2 separate regions of the Sus scrofa genome follow, and region 1 is linked to region 2. A link is a contact called in public promoter capture Hi-C data. All regions are on one chromosome and are shown on one strand. Each heading gives the region's core, a stretch centred on a gene start, on an enhancer-like site or on the middle of the called end of the contact. The rest is flanking DNA. Distances are from core to core; before and after follow the strand shown. Region 1 holds the start of RBPMS (RNA-binding protein with multiple splicing). Region 2 holds the start of UBXN8 (UBX domain protein 8).

What was found. Promoter capture Hi-C pulls out the DNA fragments that hold promoters and counts their contacts.
Region 1: a contact with region 2 is called in a promoter capture Hi-C map of fetal liver, with 2.1 times the contacts expected there. The contact joins the promoter of RBPMS here to the promoter of UBXN8 in region 2. A contact is called at or near these places in 1 of 5 promoter capture datasets (fetal liver) and 2 of 47 Hi-C or Micro-C datasets (embryonic fibroblasts and heart right ventricle).

Annotation. Positions count from the first base shown.
Region 1 is chr15:54,722,343-54,727,124 of Sscrofa11.1, forward strand. It overlaps RBPMS (RNA-binding protein with multiple splicing), which reads right to left and starts at 3,071. Exons shown (of 9, transcript XM_021074872.1): 1 at 2,466-3,071. The coding sequence starts at 2,531.
Region 2 is chr15:54,365,921-54,370,235 of Sscrofa11.1, forward strand. It overlaps UBXN8 (UBX domain protein 8), which reads right to left and starts at 1,690. Exons shown (of 8, transcript NM_001244745.1): 1 at 1,589-1,690. The coding sequence starts at 1,676.

The sequences.
Region 1 (4,782 bases), core at 1,821-4,320, 360 kb after region 2:
GAAACTATAACAGAACACACTTTTCCCCTCCTGTCATTATATGTAATATACATTTTATATGTGTGTGTTCTGTTTACTGGAATCCTCAGCCCTGGCTTTTAAATGTGTTTGAGAACAAATTGCTGATCTCTGGGTGGGCAGGGAAAGGGTCCAGGGTGGTGGTTTTGTATAATGCTGAGTACATTAATGGGACTCACCAAATACCATATTTATTTTACTTGTGGCTTTCAGGGTTAGGAAAAAGAGGCTGGGAGCTTTTCAAAAACAAAACAGAAACCCCAAACAGGGAATCAGGGCAAAATTACCTAGCTCATTCAGGCCAACTCACTTTCTTTTCCTGAATTTTTAACATTGTAAAAATCTCTTTTCTTCAGTGTATCTGTTTTGTACACACCACCTCTTGCACAACTGGGGGTTTTGAAATCTTTTACACTATCTTATTTTTAAAATAAAAAAGTATCTTGCTAAAACTGATACTTGCCATTCCCACCTGAAAAGGAACACTAATAGGCAACAGGACAGGTAAGAGGCACTGATTGGACCGAGATCACTTGCAATTCTACTTGTAATCAACCTCATACATTAAGACAATAGGACAGACTACAGCCATGGCTGGCGGCAATTTGGCCGAGATGGGTCAAGCAGAAAAATGTGACTTTAATCTTATCAAGTAGATTAGGGTTTGGGAACATTCAAACCAAGAAAAAAAAATCTTTGGTTTACCTGGTTAACTTCCCATTTGCAAGTTCTCAATTAGGTGAATGGAGAAAGATGGTTTCACATAATATATTCTTACTCTTAGAAGTCAACAGATTGTCAATTTAAGCGATATAGAAAGGTTTCTGAAGCAGTCATTATCTTGGTGTGTTAGGTGAGTTAGTTAACTGTAACAACTTAAAAAAAAAGCAAACTTATTTTTAAAATTTTATTTCAGTGGCAGGGAAAATAGCAAAGCAGTAAGGCTCAAGAAAAAAGCGAAACTTGCAATTCAAGTCTCCATCTCTGAGAAAGAAGGAATGTCAGTAGTATTCAATCACTTGCAGTTAAGAAACAACTGGCAAGAAAACAACGCTTTTCAAAATAATAGTTTATAATAAAGGTGATCTCCTTAGGTGGGAAGGCAACTTGCAGCTCACAGCAATTCACCTACATCGCACTACCCAAAAACTGTAACATTTTGTTATTTATTTTGCATTGTTTTGCATGGTCTTAGGGGCTCTCCTCCCTCTCCCTCATTTAAAAATAGTTCCCACTTTACAAGGGAACAAAGTGCTGAGGACTTATATATACTAATTAAATTCTTAGTGTTTGGTTTCACTATCAGAGTTTTATTTTACGCTCAACGTAGTATCTCCATAATCATCAATAGCCTAGCGCTTTAGAATCAGTTTGCCTTTCTGTTAACCTTATACATTAGGATGCAATACCTATAAGAATGTTTTATAGGTCATTATTTAGATTGCATACTTTCTTGCATCTATATACACTCTAAAATTCCCTTTAGCATGTTTAAGAAGTCAATTTCGTGGGCTTTTAAAAGACAGGGTGAAAAATATTGTTTACTGGACTCCAGACAACGTACCTATAGGAACCAGAGCCACTGAACAGGCTATCACAAATATTTCAACTACAAAATTCTGGAACGTTTGTTCTAGAGTTCCCTTCTACATTTACTGAATTTTTTTTTTCTACCAAAGGAACGCTCCTCAGCTGCAACATTTTTATCCTTGTTACAGACCCACCACAAAATTTACGCTCAGACGTTCAAGTTCCATTAAAATAGCCTGGATGATCACTTAATGAATTGCAAAGTTTGAAACTCTCGTCTTCTGTTCCCCACAACCGCAACGCCCCTAAATTTACAAAACCTAATTACTCAGGTTGGGGTCTTAGACTCATCAGAGAAGAATGCGGCTGATGAGTTATCTATTAATCCAAAATGCCTCAGCTGGAAAGATATTTCACTAAGAAACTTTTCACGTTGAAAGGGAGGGGGCAGGGAACCGAAGGAGTCTTTTAAGGAGAACTTTCCCCGAGTTTCTTCCTTAAACCACACAAACACACCCCACAACTTCCAGCCCCAGACGCAGAACTAAGTGCTGACCCTCCCGGTCTCAATAATCTGAGGTCACCCAGGAGTCAGCTCTCGATTCCGCTTTTAAAATCCGGTGCAAACAAAGCTGGGCATTATACTTACAAAAGGTCTCAGGAAAGTCCTCAAAGTTACGCAATTGTAGGCACACAGACGCGCGTGGACCCACAAAAACACACTCGGTGAGGATACACTCTCCCCGGGCCACAGCCTGGGGCTGCTTCAAGGAGCCAGGACGATTCCCAAACCCTCGACCGCGGCGCCCCCTCCCCGGCGCAGCCCGGCGCCCGGGGACCCGCGCCCCGCCAGCCGCCGGCACTTTGGAAAAGACCCGCGGCTGCCGTCCCAGCCCGTACCCACCACCTCACCGTACCTCTTCCTCCTGAAGGTTGGCCTCGTTCGGGGTGTTCTCCTTCTCGGCTTTGCCGCCGTTGTTCATCTTCCCGGTCCTCCCTCGCCGGGCAGGGTTGGGGCGCGGGGCTGGGCGAGGGCGAGCTCGCCCACTTTTCCCTTCCCCGGGCGCCGCGGGCAGCGGGGGCTGGAGCCGGGGCTGTGGCGGCTTGGCTGGGGCTCCGGCTCGGGGTCCCGCGGCGAGACTGCGGCGGCGGGCGACTCAGGAAGTGCGAGGGAGAGGACGGGGCAGGGCTAGGCGCCGGCGGACAGAGAAGGGGACGGAGACAATCGGGACCCAGGAGGGAGACCTGGAGAGGGCGGGCGGGCGTGAGGGAAGGAAGGAAGAAAGGATGGGGCGAGGACGCGCGTCCCAGGAGTGAGCCCAGAGTTGGGGATGTGGCTGAGTAGAGGCTCGGGGGCAGCCGCCGCCCGAGGTAGCAGCTGCTGGAAGGAGGGGGCGAGGGGTACCCGGAGAGGAGCAGGAGGAGGAGGTGCGGGGTAGCGGGGCGCGGCTGGGACCCGGAGAGCCGCTGAGTGCGCGCTCCTGGCTGGCTCTGGAAAGTACGGGCTCCAAGCAGCTCCCCTTCTCTCGCCTGCCTTCCTCCTCCCCTCTCTCCTCCCTCCCCTCCTCCTCCTCCCTCCGCCCTCCCTGGATGTGGGCTGCAGGCTAGAGCCCGGAGGGACGGGACGCGGGACGGCAAAGCCCCCCGCAGGAGGAGGGGCTGCGCGGAGGGCTGCTGCCAGGCGGCCGGATGGCGCGCGCCGGGCGGAAGCGACCGACCCGAGCCCCCGACTCCGCGGTAGGTCGCTGGGCGAGGGCCGAAGAGGGGAGAGGAGAAAGGTTAGGTCCCCCGTTTGCCCTGCCCCTGGGGGCCCCGGTGGCCCAGCCGGGCGCTGCACTCCCTTGAAGAGGGGCTTCGGGGAGCCCGGCCCTGCCCGCGCGGGGACCGGGGAGTGTGAGTTGTCACTTTTGCTCCTTTACTCTTCACGAGGCATTCGCACCCCTACCCCGCCTTTTCAATACCAGCTTAGACCTGGTTCTACCTCTCCTAGTCGGCAGCTTGAAATGACAGGATGCGAGAAATCGAGTGACATCCGGGGGCAGCCCACTCCAGGCCAGCGTTTTCAGGGCACAGCCTCAGACCCACGTCCGACGCCGGGTCCTCAAAAACCTTTCCAGCCTCCCCGCACCGGCTGGCCCCTGTTCAGACTCCTCTAGAGCCCTTATCTGACTATCCTGGAATTATTTGTTTACCTGGCTGCCTCTCTTACTCTCCTGAAGAGATCCTTCTTGGAAGGCAAGACCCAGCCCTCTTTACCTTTCAAATCCCACGGGTTTGGTTTGGGTTGTTGGGTTTTTTTAATAGGCTACGTGGTGTATAGTACGCACTCAATAAATATTTGTTGGCCGAGGGAAATGTTCCTCACTGCTAGACAAGCTGGAGGACAAGACAAGATATTCAGAGGGTCAGAGCAGCTTAGAGACGAAGGGAGACCCGGCATCTAGGTCAGTGCACAACGCTTGTTTACGCACCAGGCTTGGAAGGAAGAACTGCCTTGGTTTCCGTTTCCTTCTCTGTGAACTAGGAGTTCTATTTATCGCCCAGGAGTTTGCTATTAGAGGAGATTATCGGTTGATAGATAAAACTATAGCACCTGGCACCCATTCTGACCCAGTTAAGTTTACAATACATGGAAACTGGCTTTATGAAGGAAATTTCCATTTTTCCTGAGCCATCCAGAACTTTTCCAATATGGTGTCATTTATGCTTTCCACTCAAGTGACTGCTACAAACACCTAAGTTTAAACCTCCAAACTTCGGTAGGCTCTCTCTCACTTCTCACTCCTAGGAATTCTCTCCCCGCACCGCACCAATCACAATTTCTAATCAGCTTGCTTGCTTCACTGTTTGTCTTGACCCCGCCCCTCCCCCACCCCACATTCTTTACCCTTAACTGGTTTAAGTGCTCCTAGAAGTGGGATGGGATGGCGGCAGAAATTGAAGATAAGGCTTCTGCTTTTAGGGCATTAAAAGTGGTGTCGGTGGAGACGAGATACCCCAGACGACTCCAAGGCAACATCATCAGAGATCCTGGTTCAAATTGTAGAAAGCAAAGAAAATATTTGCTTTCAGAGCATGACGAAGAGAAAAACCAGTAGTGATCCTTGGATTTACATATTGGATTTTTCTGGGGTTGAGGGGAAGTCGAGAGATTTTGATGAAGAGAGTTCATTGCTGTCCTGATGTCATTTCTCTCTACGGAAAAAAATAAAAAATAAAAAGTGTCCCCTGGAT
Region 2 (4,315 bases), core at 440-2,939:
GTTAAAAAAATTACAATTAAAATTTAAAACAATTTTTCTTGGAACTAATAATAAGTACTAATATATTAGCAGATTATTTGTACCAGAACAATATAATAATAAAAGTTAAGGTATGCAACTGTCTTATAATATTTCATATAATTTTCCTGTGGTGCCAAAATTCATCACGACTGTCATTACCAGAACAAGTTTTCAAAAAATGATTCTAGAACATCTTTCAGGAATATAAGTGAATGGCTACATTATAAATATATGACTATCAATAATGCAGAAATCTTGGTTTTCCTTCTGCCCCAAGAAGGAAAGAAAATTATCCACATTAATTGGGAACTAAATCATGATGGTATGTATCATCTTATCAAATTCTATTTAAAATCAGTCACTCCCACTGAACACAAATTCTTATTTCTCACAGTTAAGTTATGCAACTGTGTACTTCTCTAGTTCTCAATGTTTATTCTGTCATTTGTAAATAAAATTACTATATACATATCTGCCCAAAAAAGGGAAAATTCAGTACTTGGTTTTGTATGATTTTGAGAGCCAAGATGAAAATTAATCAGCAAAAAATGTAACAAGTACCTACTGTGTGTAATACAATTTGTTAATGATGAGGGATCCTGGATAAGAAGTTGGAATAAAAATGGTTTCTATCCTCTAGGAATTTTTAGTTTTATTTTATAATTCTCAAAAGACACCAGGTAGAGGTATGCCAACAGTTGCTGTACCTTCGATTTGACCCCTAGCCCAAGAACTTACTAAAGCCACAGGTGTAGCCCCAGAAAGGAAAAAAAGAAAAAAAAAAGGGGAGAGAGAAGAGAGACACCCTATAGTCAAATCTGCCAAGAACAACAGAAACCTAATTTGCCTCACTGCTTCCGCTATACCTTCCTTGCAAAACACTTGTCCACAAAGAATCCAGACTTTTTAAAACCTTAGGGAAGTCCCTTAACCTCCCTATATCTGTTTCCACTGTAAAATAGGTTAGAGCAGTGCGCATCCTCAAAGTTTGTAAACCAATTTAGAGGAGATAATAACCACGACTTAAGAGTCTAGTTTACAATAAGCGTTCAATGAATGCTATTATCATGCGCCACTCTCTCTACTAGTCTCTTTAATCCAGCCTCAAAGGTCTTCATCCTTTTCCTTCAAGTCACAATTCCTTTTGTCTGGAATGTCATCCCGCTCCCTCCACCTCCCGCCCTCGCTTTTCAAACGTGTGGCTCCTTATCATTTAAGTCTCTTAAATTCTTCAGAAGGCCTACATCAGCTTGTTTATTTCCTTTTGAGCACTCAACACAATGTGAAAGTCAAGTATATGCTTGCTCCTGTGCTTTCGGCCTCTGTCCCATTACCCGCAAAACTTCACCAGATCTGGAGGGGCACTTTTCCGCCAAGAGTTTGCCTCCCCAGGACGGCAAAAGTCTCGCTCCACCAGGAACCCCGCGGGGGAAGAGGAAGGCAGGCGCGGTGCAGCCTGGGCATCGTAGTCAAAGCCGCCCAGAGGAGACGCGGCCGGGAAATTGCACGTAGTGTTCGTGAGACTGTTACCAGGTGTGAACGCCAGGAGGCAAAAGCCAGCACTTACCTAGATCTGGGACCCCACGCCGGAGCTCCAGACACAAGAGGGGGAGAGCAGAGAGGAGGAAAATGCCAACCACCCCAAGAGAAACCATAGCGGCGGAAGCGCTGCTTCCTGGCGGAAGCTCCGCCCCTTCTGATTACGCCTCCCTTGGAAGGTGGAGTGGATCCTTTCTAAGGGAGGAATTCCAGGAAAGCGCTGGACCCTAAAGCTGTTTCGTTGGTGAGACTGAGATAAACCCAGGCTTTTGAACTCATAATCTGTAACCTGAAAACAAGTGTAGGTCACCTCCCGACGTCACGTGAGGTCCAGGGGAGACGGCCTCGCTGGCACCCGCCCAGCCAAGTCCTGTGAAAGCAAAACTTGGGCTCCTTCGAGGCGGGCAGCCCCTGCCCCTTCGGCTGTCAGACTGTAGAGATTGTAAGAAAGAACTCTAAAGAGTAAAATGAAACAGAGGAGAAAGGATAGGGGCAGCTGATACTACAAGGAGGCAGCCTGTGCCCTTGGCCTATGTCTGTAGTGGGTGATTGTGGACTTTTGAGTCAGAGCTGTTGAGCACCACTTTCTGCCGAAGAACCTTCCTTATCTTCCAAACGGTCCCCGGCACCTTCCTCGGTCTCTGGTTCCGACGGGAAGATGACTCAAAAGTGAGGCCTGGCACCTAATTATGGAGACCCGCTACCCCTTGCTCCGCTCCTTATCAGTTTTGCTAGCAGGTGTTACTGTTAATGACTTAACACGGCCTCCCAGTTCTGTGACCTCATTGCCATCCTATGACTCATCTCTTTGGCGTTTCTGCCAACCCCGATGCGTGTAAGCTACAGAGATCTCTTAAAAGATTTCGTGAGGGAGATTTCGCAGTGGTTAACGAATCCGACTAGGAACCATGAAGTTGCGGGTTCGGTCCCTGCCCTTGCTCAGTGGGTTAACGATCCCGCGTTGCCTTGAGCTGTGGTGTAGGTTGCAGACGCGGCTCGGATCCGCTCCGATTAGACCCCTAGCCTGGGAACCTCCATATGCTGCAGAAGCGGCCCAAAGAAATAGCAAAAAGACAAAAAAAAAAAGATTTCGTGGGAGTTGCCATCATAATCCGACTAGTATCTGGTTCTGATCCCTGGCCTCACTCAGTGGGTCAGGAATCCAGCCTTCCCTTGAGCTTTGGTGTAGGTCGCAGACCTGGCTGGGATCCTGCGTTGCTGTGGCTGTGGTGTAGGCCAGCAGCTGTAGCTCCAATTGGACCCCTAGCGTGGGAACTTCCATATGCCTGGGACGCAGCCCTAAAATAAAATAAAAGTTTTCGTGCTTTGAAAGTTGGTTTTGTGACCCTTCCATCAGTTCTGCCTCACCCTTCAGTTTAGTTCAGCTAACATTTATTTAGCTCCACAATTTGCCTGGCACTGTAGAACTCATAGAGACTCAAGTATGTGTAAGTTTTGTCCTTGAGAAACTCAGTTCGTGGGAAAGACAGCCCTGTAAAGAGAAAAATACAGCGCTTGTGTGCTGTGAGAGGTACACAGGGAGCTATGTACCCAAGTGAGGGCTTGGGGAAAGGCTTTCCCAAAGGAAATCGTGTCTAAATTATTTTGTAAAGGTTAGGAATTGGGGAAAAGGGCAAGAGATTTGAAGTTTGACAAACTATGAATGTAGAGGAACTACCAACAGTTAAAATATTGCAATTTCAACTTTGAATGGAAGAGTGTAGAAGTAGGTTGGAGCCAGGACCAAGGGAGCTTGGCTTGGTATATAGGCTAAGAACGTTATCCTAGAATTCAAGGTGCAGACTATGAGTGCACAATCTCAAAATCGATCTGGGTAAAGTACTATAAATTATGTGACATACCAATTAAACAATTAATTACATTGACTCATTAAAACGTTTTCATTTGCTGTCCACATGAAGACAGGAAAGAGTTCTACAGCGGTTACCATCTTCATTTTGGTATGATTTCCTCCTTTAGGTATTTTTCTTCCTCTTTTTATATTCCTAATTGAATCTGTTGATGGCACCAATAAATCTCTATCAGGACAGTAAAGTAGAGGCTCCCACATACTCTAGATTTGCTTAGGGCCATAAACATTTCCCAAAACTTTATTGATTATGAAGTCTCTTCACTGTAATTGTCTACTTTTAACCTCCACCCGACACCCAAGACCATTAGAATAACCTATTAAAGCAAAATCAAATTTCCACTTACTGCATTAAAGGAGAACACTTTTGTGACAAAATCTTTGTAGTGTCTCAGAGGGGAAGTCAAGAGTGATTTTTATAGGCTTTTTGGAGTCTCCACTGGAATAGTTTTAGGTGGCCTTTTCGATGTGGGGATGTCATTGGTTGGGATTAGACATAGTGTGTGGTATAATAGTTTAGGGATGGTGGATGCAGCAAGAGGTGGGACTTGAAGGCAGGTGTGGTCCCTTTTTGATAAGGTGATTTGCCCAGTTGTGTGATCAATCCAACTTCTCAGTGCCTGGAGAGGATGAGCAACCTGTTGTTCAGATAAATGGATTTTCAGGAAGTTTCTAAAGCTAACAATGAAGAAACATACTGATTTATAGCCTATCCTCGTTGGTAAGAATACCCTAAAACAAATAATAAAGTCATGTTGATTGAGGTAAGATCAAGCAGTTTTGTTTGTTTTTGTTTTTTTGGCTGCACCTGTGGCATGTGGAAGTTCCCAGGCCAGGGACTTCCACATGCCATAGCAGCAACCCCCAGCTGCTGCAGATCCTCAA